2 separate regions of the Sus scrofa genome follow, and region 1 is linked to region 2. A link is a contact called in public Hi-C data. All regions are on one chromosome and are shown on one strand. The core of a region is the stretch at or near the end of the contact, and the rest is flanking DNA. Distances in the headings are between cores, read along the strand shown. Region 1 overlaps SLC25A15 (solute carrier family 25 member 15). Region 2 holds the start of LOC106505276.

The links. Hi-C and Micro-C count contacts between places; a contact is called where the count stands out from the background.
Region 1: a contact with region 2 is called in a Hi-C map of liver, with 7 times the contacts expected there. The contact joins the enhancer-like site here to the promoter of LOC106505276 in region 2. A contact is called at or near these places in 2 of 5 promoter capture datasets (both in liver) and 14 of 47 Hi-C or Micro-C datasets (alveolar macrophages, embryonic fibroblasts, fetal liver and 5 more).

The regions. Positions count from the first base shown.
Region 1 is chr11:15,532,395-15,537,834 of Sscrofa11.1, forward strand. SLC25A15 (solute carrier family 25 member 15) reads left to right here. Exons shown (of 7, transcript NM_001243910.1): 3 at 391-649. Among named protein-coding and RNA genes, the nearest start is that of SLC25A15, 41 kb to the left of the region's middle. Within about 2 kb of position 2,692, at least 14 of the 83 cell types and tissues checked have an H3K27ac peak or open chromatin away from gene starts, as enhancers often do. A contact at or near this core is called in fetal liver and liver, where this site is marked.
Region 2 is chr11:15,492,035-15,496,966 of Sscrofa11.1, forward strand. LOC106505276 reads right to left here and starts at 2,704. Exons shown (of 3, transcript XM_021065390.1): 1 at 2,682-2,704; 2 at 1,974-2,611. The coding sequence starts at 2,704. SLC25A15 (solute carrier family 25 member 15) reads left to right here and starts at 2,142. Exons shown (of 7, transcript NM_001243910.1): 1 at 2,142-2,404.

The sequences.
Region 1 (5,440 bases), core at 1,442-3,941, 40 kb after region 2:
TGTTGAGCTTTCTCATCCATTTTTGTTAATGCTCATGCTAACCCAGTAGGCTCAGAAGTCACATCACTTGCCCAGGATCTCACTGCAGAGCCAGGCCCCTCTGACCAGTGCTCCCGGACGCACATCACACCTTTGCATCCTGTGGCTCTGACTGTTGAACACATGTCTCTCTCCCCTCGTGAGTCTGAGCTCCCTCCCGGCTGGGGTTGGGAGGAACCTGCTAGAAGTTTTACTGGACTGGGCAAGAAGGTCTGAGGGGGGATGCGGTCCCAGCAAGGTGACCCAGAGGTCACCCTTGAGCTGAGCTGCCCTCTCTCCACGGGTCCTCGGGGCCTCACCCCAGCACTCAGCCATGGACTGGGCTGGACGAGGACTCTGTCCTGGTTGCAGGGGGCACAGCGTGCGTCTTGACTGGGCAGCCCTTCGACACGATGAAAGTGAAGATGCAGACGTTTCCCGACCTGTACAGGGGCCTCACCGACTGCTGCCTCAAGACCTACTCGCAGGTGGGCTTCCGGGGCTTCTACAAGGGGACCAGCCCGGCACTGATCGCCAACATCGCCGAGAACTCCGTCCTCTTCATGTGCTACGGCTTCTGCCAGCAGGTGGTGCGGAAGGTGGCGGGACTGGACAGGCAGGCGAAGCTGAGGTGAGTTGAGGTCGCCGACACTGCATTTGGTTTGAAAAACACTTGCACAGTCAAGATTTTTAAGAGACCTTATGGGGAAGGGTGTTTCCTTTGTAAAAAAAACCCACTGCTTTCTTTCTGATTATGGAGCCAGACGTTGCCATCCCAGACAGCTTGGAAAGCACAGACGTGTTGTACAAAGGGAGTGTTGCCCACAGTCCACCAGAGAGAACCAGCCACCCCACATGAAGGAGGGCGCTTTTCAGGTGCTATTGGTGCCATGTCCCTGTGGGCAGACGTGCGGGACCTAAACCATAGATGCAGCTTAGGATCCCAGTTCTGGGCTCCACATCATCAGCAGTGTGTCCAAATGCAGTGCATTCAAAAAGCCAAATAAATAGGCTTGAGGGGACACTGGCGTTTTAGGAAAGGATAGAGCATCTGCAAGGATTCCAGTGAACCTGTTGCTTCCTTGGCCGTGTCTGCTGCAAACATCAGACTTTGGCGTGTGCTTGGTCAGCCCTTGGGTATTTATTAAACAGAGACTAAAAGGAATTCAGAAACCACTGGGATAGCCTTTGCTCCTTCAAGCAATTTTAAATCATTTAAAATTACAGTGTCAGCTTTGTGGTTGCAAAGGGCAGTCTTGTTGGTTGTCATGGTAGGAATTTGAGACCCTGCTGCAACTATAGGTCCCACGTGGCTAAAATAGGTACAGATGTGTTCTCTGGGGGTGCCTGGAGATGTGTCTGTTTATGGGCAGTAATCTTGTCTTTTTTTGGCTGCCCCCTTGGCATGTGAAAGTTCCTGGGCCAGGGATCCGACCTGAACCACTGCAGTGACAATGACAGATCTTAACCTGCTGTGCCACCAGGGAGCACCAAGGACTCCTATTTTGATGAAATTTTTTTTTCTTTCCTTTATATGGCCACAGGTGCGGCTTATGGAGGTTGCCAAGCTAGGGGTCAAATCAGAGCTACAGCTGCCGGCCTACGCCACAGCACGTGGGATCTGAGCCGTGTCTGTGACCTATACCACAGCTCTTGGCAATGCCAGATCCTTAACCCACTAAGCAAGGCCAGGGACTGTACCCACATCCTCATGGATACAAGTTGGGTTCATTACTGCTGTGCCATGATGGGAACTCCTGGAATTTGTTTTTTAAAGGCTCGGGATGAAATCACCCAGGGAAATAATGTTTATAGGATTGAGTACAGGTCCTAGGACCCTCCAGGAGGGAGAGGTCAGGCAAAAGGAGGAAGTAAAGAAATACTGCCTTCTCCTGGTTTATCTTCTGCGTATCTCACAGTAGAGATGGACTGGAAGGACACTGTGACTTTAGGTCTCCTTGGGCATCCTTTTTGTTTGGTTGTTTTTTGTTGTTGTTGTTGTCATTTGTTTTTTCTATGGCCGCACCTGCGGCATATGGAGGTTCCCAGGCTAGGGGTCGAATCAGAGCTGTAGCTGCTGGCCTGTGCCAGAGCCACAGCAACATGGGATCCAAGCCGCATCTGCAACCTACACCACAGCTCATGGCAATACTGGATCCTTAACCCACTGAGCGAAGCCAGGGATCAAACCTGCAACCTCATGGTTCCTAGTCAGATTCATTAACCACTGAGCCATGACAGAAACTCCTTTGGGCATCCTTAGAGAAGGACAGGGAAACAACAGCCACATGAGATTCTGGGGGCAGGTCTGCTGTGAAGAAAGCTTCCTCTTGCACTCAGCCAGACCCCACACACTCATCTTTCTTGAACTCGGGAGCAGAGGGGCTGCTGCTTTCTCGTCGTGCAGGACAGTGGTTGCTTATTACCGTTGAGTACCTGCTGCCTGAGAGTCTTCATGTCAGGCCTTTTTCGCCCTTGCCATGGTCCTGGGGGAACATCCAGGCAGGTGGTGGTCTCTGCTTTATAGACGGGCAAACTCCGGTGCAGATACTGATAACACTGAAGATCACTGGGTTAATAAGTGACAGAGTCAGGACTGCAGCCCGTGTCTTGTGAGCCCCCGTCCAGCATTCTTCCCATAAGACCACAGGCAGACTCTGGAGTGCTTTGTAGGGGTCAGGTCTAGGGAAAAGATTAATAATTAAGCAGAAGCAGCAAAGGGAAGAACTGCTTGTAAGCGCCTGTTGGGAACTTGTGCAGTGATGCTGTAAATATTTGTTCTCAGGTCGAACACTCCCCATGTAGTATTCTCTTTTCACCTTTGGCTGGACAAGGTCTGACGCACCATAAGTGTTCAGGTACATGTGTGTTGACTGGGTGACACGACAGTGAATTCTTACAAAATCACATTCTGTGCTTATTGCTGTATGAGTTCCAGTTACAAACCTTTTTTAGGGAGTTCCCTGGTGGTTCAGTGGGTTAAGGACCCAGCATTGTCACTGCTGTGGCTCGGATCGTTGTTGTGGCACGGATTTGATCCCTGGCCTAAGAATTTCCATATGCTGTGGGTGGGGCCAAAAAAATAAAAGTTCATACTCTAGGCACAGCCTGGGGCCCCGTGTCCCCGGTGTCTTGAGCTGGTAGATGAAAGTGTTGATTAAAAAGCCAAAGTCCACCACAGATCTGCTTTGGTCTTGTTGTTGCACTGCAGCTGTGCGTGGGGCTCCTTCAGGTGTTGCTGCATCTTAGAGGGACTAGGCGTCTCCATTTATTGATGTCACCTTGGTTCCAGCAACACTGGCAAACCCTGGTCAATGACACCAAGTGACTGCGGCTGTCAGCAGGTTGACAGTCCCCGAGGGAAGCAGAGTAAGAATCTGCAGGCTGGCTGAGAGACAGAAACCATTTAAGCTTTGGTTTTGACAAACGAGCCAAGTTGGAGCGAAGCGGGAGGGATGGGGCGCAGTGTCAGGCAGTTCCCAGCGGTGCGCCCTACGCTCCCGGCTGTCCTGTAAGCAGGTCTGACCTGTCCTTCTCTAAAAACAAAAGGAAGGCCGTGCTGCAGGAGGCGGTGTTTCCTCCTGAAAGAAAGCTTGCTCCAGGCCAATTCGGAGACCTGGCTGCTAACTGGCTGACTTGGCCCTGGGTGCCCAACTCCCATCCCTCCGAGGCCAGGCCCCTAGGGATAGGAAATCAGGCCCAGATGGGAGGTGGCCCCTGCTTTTAGGCAGGCACATCTCAGGTACTCCATGTTTGGTTCTAGACCATCTCTTGAATTTTTTGGTTTCTCAGTGCACGTAAAGTTAGGTTTACACTAGGCTGTAGTTTAGCTGTGCAATAGCATTATGTCTCAAAAGGAAATGTACCTACCTTAATTTAAAAACATTTTATTGCTGGAGTTCCCATCGTGGCGCAGTGGTTAACGAATCCAACTAGGAACCATGAGGTTGCGGGTTCGATCCCTGGCCTCGCTCAGCGGGTTAAGGATCCGGCATTGCCGTGAGCTGTGGTGTAGGTTGCAGATGCAGCTTGGATCCTGCGTTGCTGTGGCTCTGGCGTAGGCTGGCAGCCATAGCTCCAATTAGACCCCTAGCCTGGGAAACTCCATATGCTGCAGGAGCGGCCCAAGAAATGGCAAAAAGACAAAAAAAAAACCCATTTTATTGCTAAAAAATGCTAAGCATCATCTGACAACACACAGTGGCCATAAACCTTCAATTCTTTTTTGTTTTTTTTGTTTTTTTTTTTGTCTTTCCTAGGGCTACACCCACGGCATGTGGAGGTTCCCAGGCTAGGGGTCTAATTGGAGCTGTAGCTGCCGAGCAATACAGTCACAGCCACAATAAATCCAAGCCACGTCTGCGACCTACACCTCAGCTCACGGCCACACCAGATCTTTAACCTGTTGAGCGAGGCCAGGGATCAAACCCGCAACCTCATGGTGCTTAGTCGGATTCGTTAACCACTGCGCCACGACAGGAACCTCCCCTTCAATTTTTATAAAATGTGAAGTGCAATAAATTGCATTAAAATGAGGTTTGTTATAGTCGTGTCTGAGCCATTAGTTTCTTATAACTTTAGGGCAGTTGAGTGTGGGAGGTCTTTAGGCTTCTGCTCACAGATTGGAGGGAGATGGTGAGGGAACCTCTCTATCTGGGCAGGTGGCAGGGGTGGGGGGTTAAATCGGGGCTCCCGGAGGTCTGAGCTGTCCTGGCCGTCCAGTGACAGCAGAGGCTGGCATTTATCGGGCAAGTGCTGGGGCCAGTTGTCCAGCTGTGAGCAGCTCAGTCCTTCCTGCCCAGTTGGAGGCCGTCCCCACAACGTGCCAGAGGTGCGGTCCTGGGGTTTGGAGAGGAGTTCCTTTTCTGAGCCGCATGACCTCTCAGGAGTCTTCCTGACAATTGTTTCTCATACTTCCCCCCACATCCTTGAACTCTTACTGGGTTCCAGCTTTGCCCCCTACCTGGTGACTGAGGCTGTTGGACTAACCCACATGAGATGAATTGTTCCATTTATGCACATTCATTCCTCCGTTGAGATTTCCAGCTTCGCCACTTGCCCTACAACGTGGGGTTTGCTGACTCATTGGCTGCTCTCCTCCTGCGGCACCAGCTGAGCCCCTCGTGCCTCGGGGCACCTGAGGACCAGGAGATCATCAGCTGAGCTGGGGAATCTTTTGGCGATGAGCAACTTTTTGGTTAAAAATTTATCTTGGGTTTTCACCAGTGGCAGTGACATTACACTTTTGGCTGCTCCTAGCTGGATTTGGGGCATGGGGGGTGGCCTTAGAACCTAGGAGGGTTTTTTTTGGGGGGAGGGTGGGTTCTTTTGGCTGTGCCTACGGCATGTGGAAGTTCCTGGGCCAGGGATCAAACCTGCACCACAGCAGTGACCCAAACAACAGTAGTGACATGCTAGAGCT
Region 2 (4,932 bases), core at 1,454-3,953:
GATTTATTCCAGGAGAAATAAATTCTGGTTCCTGCAACCCTCTTGCTTTTAAGAGGAAGCCTTCTGGGAGGTATTGCTGTGTAGCATAGCAGTTAAGTGCATGAGCTTTGTTGAGTCCCAGCTCTTCCCTTCATATCTGCACCTCACTGGGCAAGTTCACTTGACCTCTCTAAGCCTCAGTTTCTTTACCAGCATCGTTGTCCACCATGGTGGTACAGCAAGCAAGACAGCAAGTAGAGAAAAAAAAACATGAGGGTTTGTGCAAAAAGGCAACTTTGTAGATTAGGGGTTAAAAACTTGCATGAAAGTTTCCTGGTTGCTTTTTAGTTTATAGAGTTGAGGCTGAGGGTTGTGAAGGAGAGGTGAGGGAGAGGGGAAATGCAGAAGGCGTGGGGAGAGTGATGAGAGTTTGGAACAGCCCTTTTGAGGGTAGGGAAAAAATGGGCTCAAGCAAGAAAGAACAAAGTATTAGGGGGGAGCTGATGGCTTGGTGAGGGTGCAGACCCTGATCTGGAGGGGCACCCCTCTCCTCCGTGCTGGATTGCTGCAGCAGGCTCCTTGAGCAGGGAGGTTCAAAGGAAGCCTCGATGCTGTCATGTGATGGTTGGAGTTTCAAAAGGTTAAATGACTCATTGAAGGTCACTGAGATTTTTACGCAAGTGGCCTGTCTCCAAGCCCAGTGCTCTTTCTCATCTGTAACAGGAGATATAGCCCTATCCCTATCTCGTTCCCTTGGGCTTCATCTTTCAGGTTTGCAAGAGCCTCTGGGCCAGGCGCTGCGGAAAGGCCCAGTCCTCTAGGATGTTGTACTGTAGGTTCTGCTCCTCATCTGCTGCCCACTGGTTATGTTACATGTCACTTTGGGCAAGTCACTCAAAGCCCCTGGCTTGTTTCTATAATGAAGTTATGTTCTGGAAGCTTGAGTTCTAAAGTGCTGATTTTGGGAGAAGACAGTCTTGTGCTGTGTTGAGGAGCCCCTCATTCACCAGGAGCTCGGACGCCTTCATAGCACCTCCTTCCTCCAGAAGGTCTAGTCAGCTGTGCATCCATGTTTAAAGACTCACACAAGTTACCTCAAATATTTGTCACTGGCCCTCACATAAAATCACTTAAATATACATTGGCAGTAGTCAAACATCACATCCAAACAGGGCAGAAAGTTGTAAAAGAAAATGACGGCACGTTTTAAGGAAGAAAACTGTGTAGAAAAGTCAAATAAATCCATGAAGTTTGAACCAAGGCCCTCTGAAGGCCATGGCTGTGACACTGAGCACCTGTCAGTAATAGACCAAGACCTTTCCAACTGAGTGGATCTGTGTCTAGTGCACTAGAGAAAATTCCTTTACTCCTGGTACACAAGACTTCTTTTTTAAAAAGGGCCGCACCGGTGGCATATGGAAATTCCCAGGCTGGGGGTCGAATCAGATCTGCAGCTGCCAGCCTACCCAAAGCCACAGCCACCAGGGATTCTAGTGGATCTGCTTCCTCCACCACAGCTCACGATAACGCTGGATCCTTAACCCACTAAAGGAGACCAGGGATCCAGCCTGTGTCATGGACACTAGTCTGCTTGGTTACTGCTAAGCCACAACAGGAATTCCCAACAGACTCCCTGAATTGAGCTTTTTAATAAAATGCCGGAGAGCCATAGAACCAACTATAATTCATTAGGAATTGAGAAGACATTTAGGGCTATAGTTTTCATCGGTGGGTGTGCTTTTCCAAATGTCATCAGTGGAGCCGGAGCTCCTCGAAGAAGAATTAGTGGGAAATGTTTTGGGTTTGGTTTTCACCAGCAATAAGTGAATTTATTTTCCATCACTACCTTTCCAGTACTTTCGTACTCAATTATAAAATGAGAGCCTTGAGTTTCGAGTCCGAGCAAGGTTAACCAGCGTAAAGGCATCAGTCACTCGTCCAAACTCCGGGCACCCTCAGCCCCCTCCCTGAGATCTCACTAGAATCGAGCTCACCGAGCGCTTCCGGGAACCGCGAGGCACGAAAGCAACGTGGAGGCCTGGGCTCCCAGCCCTCCCGCCAGCCCCGCCAGCCCCGCCAGCCCCGCCAGCCCCGCCAGCCCCGCCAGCCCCGCCTGCTCCCGGCGAGGGGCGGCCTTTTGGCCTGAGCGCGTCGCCGCACCGCGCCGATTTCCGCTTCCCCGGCGCGCGGCTGGGGGCTGGCGGGCAGGAGGCTCACCGGCCCAGGCCGGCCCCGCGCAGCCCGCCCCGGCTGCAGGGGCGCTCCTGAGCCCGCGGGGCCGCCTGCAGGGAGCAGTCCGGCGCGGGAGGCGGGGCGGAGGGCAGGCCTGGCGCCGACGTGTGTGTGAAGCGGCCGCCCCCGCAGCCCAGGGAGAGTCGAGAGCAGGCGGCGGAGCGCGAGCAGGACGCAGCCGGTCGGCTCGGCGGTGAGCGCAGCCCCGCCGGGCGCTCGCGGGCTGCAGGGAACTGGCCGGGAGGAGGGAGTGGGGAGCGGGCGGGCCTCCGCGCCTGAGCGGCGTGACCTTTCCGGGCAGCTGGGATCCGGGGTCTCGGACCCGCCGCACACGTGCCCGGGGACCCGCGGGCGCCCCACTCCCGGGCGCTGCCCCGGGCTCGGCGGAGACTGCGGGGCTCTGCGGCCTCCTGCCCGCAGTGGTCAACTCCTGGGAAAGGTTGTCCTCCTTTGCCCCCTCGTCGTGTCACCGAGCCTCCGGGCTCCGCGCCATCTGAGTCTCGCGCCGGACGGGGCGGAGGCGCTTATGAATGGGAGACTCGCAGATTGCTGGGCAGAGTCAGCGAACCGGGAAGACCAAGTTAGAAGTCGTTTCCCTAAGCCGCCCCTCGTGCGGACTGGGATCCCGAGCCCCCGGAGCTGGAGCCCCTTCCCGGCTGCTGAGCAGCGAGGCCGGTTTGCATCCCAACGCCCTTGGGCTTCAGCTCTGGGCGGTCTGGATGGAGGGCGGCCTCCCACCGCGCCAGCTTCGGCCTGAAGCTGGAATCTTCCCGGAGCAATTCGTGTTAATTAGTGGGGAATGAGGCCTCCTCGGATTTTCCCCCAAGAAAAGAGAATTTCCCCAAGGAACGGGAAGATATTTGGCGCTGTTTCTTCTGGAGTCGGACTTTGGTGTAGTTTGAAAGAGGGGTAAAAGGGACGCTGTAAGGACTTAGTTTTTCTGTTCCACGGGTACCAAAGGCTCACGAATCAATGTAATTAAGTCATGCTAATCAGTCTTGCCTCTGCAAGACCTGTTATCTTCAAGCCAAACCTACGCTTAATTTGAAACAGTTGCCCACACCTTCTGAGTTACTCTGTGTTCTGTTTACTGTCCTAAAAATTCTACAAGCGGTTATTTGTAGCAGTTGATGCGTTTCTGACTTTTACCTAAAGGGGTTGACTTCGCATTGATGAGATAGTACCATCTGCTGTGCCTCTTTCCTGCTAAATTAAGAAAGAGATGTCCACCCCCCAAGGGAATGAACCCTAGAGAATTTTCTGAGAGGCTCTGCTGGACATACCCTGCCTGTGTGGCTCCTCTCCTCACTGCCTCCATTTTCCTCTAAAAGGCAGGGTTGGGTTTTTTCTGTGTGACCAGGTTGGGATACTCTGGAGTGAAGTATTGGTTGGTAGGCACAGGCCCAAAAGGCAAGACGTGCATTGCACCCTCTCTGCCACTGATTCCGTGTGTGACCTTTGACAAGCCTTTGCCTTCGCTGGCCTCAGCTTTCCGTCTGGAAAACGAGGATGTTGGGTCGGGACACTGATATCCTTCTCTAGATTTCCAGGGGCCACCCCCTTATCAGTAACTGGTGCTGCCTCTCCAGGCCTTCAGTAACGTGAAGTTGGGTTCGTGTGGCTTAGTTGCTTTATTAAGTGCTATCTATGCTTTTTGTTGTTGCTGGTTTTAAAGTTTTTTTTTTGTTTTTTTTTTTTTTTTACTTTTTTGGTAAAGAAAGGAAGATTTTTGGTGTCTGGTCATTGGCAACATGCTTGAAGTGGTTCAAAAACTTCTTGGTGGCTAAAATGATTTTCTGCTGATGATCAGGATGATGTCGGTGTGTTCATTGATCGGGTCCTCTGCCCCGCTCACCCCCTCCTCTAAGAGGTGTCCTGATGGGGGACACATAGGTCTTCAGTGTGAAGAGTAAAAAGTGTTCCATGTTATTCACCCAGGAGTCAATGACGTAGTTTGAAAACCGTACAGCATTGCTTATTGAAATATTCTGTTAATGAGCCTCTCCTTTCCTAGACACTGTTTATTAAGTCCATGCCTCAGCAGTGGTTGACGTCTGTCTAAAGGTGGAGGAGAAGACTCTGGGTTTCCCAAACTGTTAGGCTCCAGCTCAAACCTATTAAATCAAGATCTCTGGGAGAGAGGCCTGGTTATTTGACTACTTAACCAGTGTCCCAGGTGATTCTTAGCTAGCCTTTTGGGGCACAGTGGCCGGGTGTTGCTTCTCAAATTGTGCTTGGTAGCTGGCATTATCAGCCTCACCTGGGAGCATACCAGGCCAGTAGCATCAGAATTGGTAACTTAACAAGGTCCCCAGGTGATTTGTGTGCCCCTTAGGATTGAGAAGCTCTGGAGGGGACTCTGACGGCAGAGTTTGGTGCTGTGCTGTAGTTGTTCTAAGATCTCGTGGTGTGTGGCTCTCAGTTCATCATTGTGTTTGTCTGGTGCGGCTATTTGTCATTGCCCTTGTATTGTAATGATAGTACTTTTATTATTCACTTGTACAAACAGGGACCTCCAGCTTTAGGGACCCAAAGGGCCACGCTACTGGTGGTAGGGCAGGCATTCAGACCCAGGTGAATGTCACTTGGCAGAACTCTTAACCCCTTCTTTTCCAGACCTGCTGTTTTGTGACCTTCCCTTAGGGGCTTCTCACAAGCTGCTGTCCGAATTTGGAAGAGTCTGGTGGAAAGATAGTTGAATTTAGGCCTTTGAAAAACTAA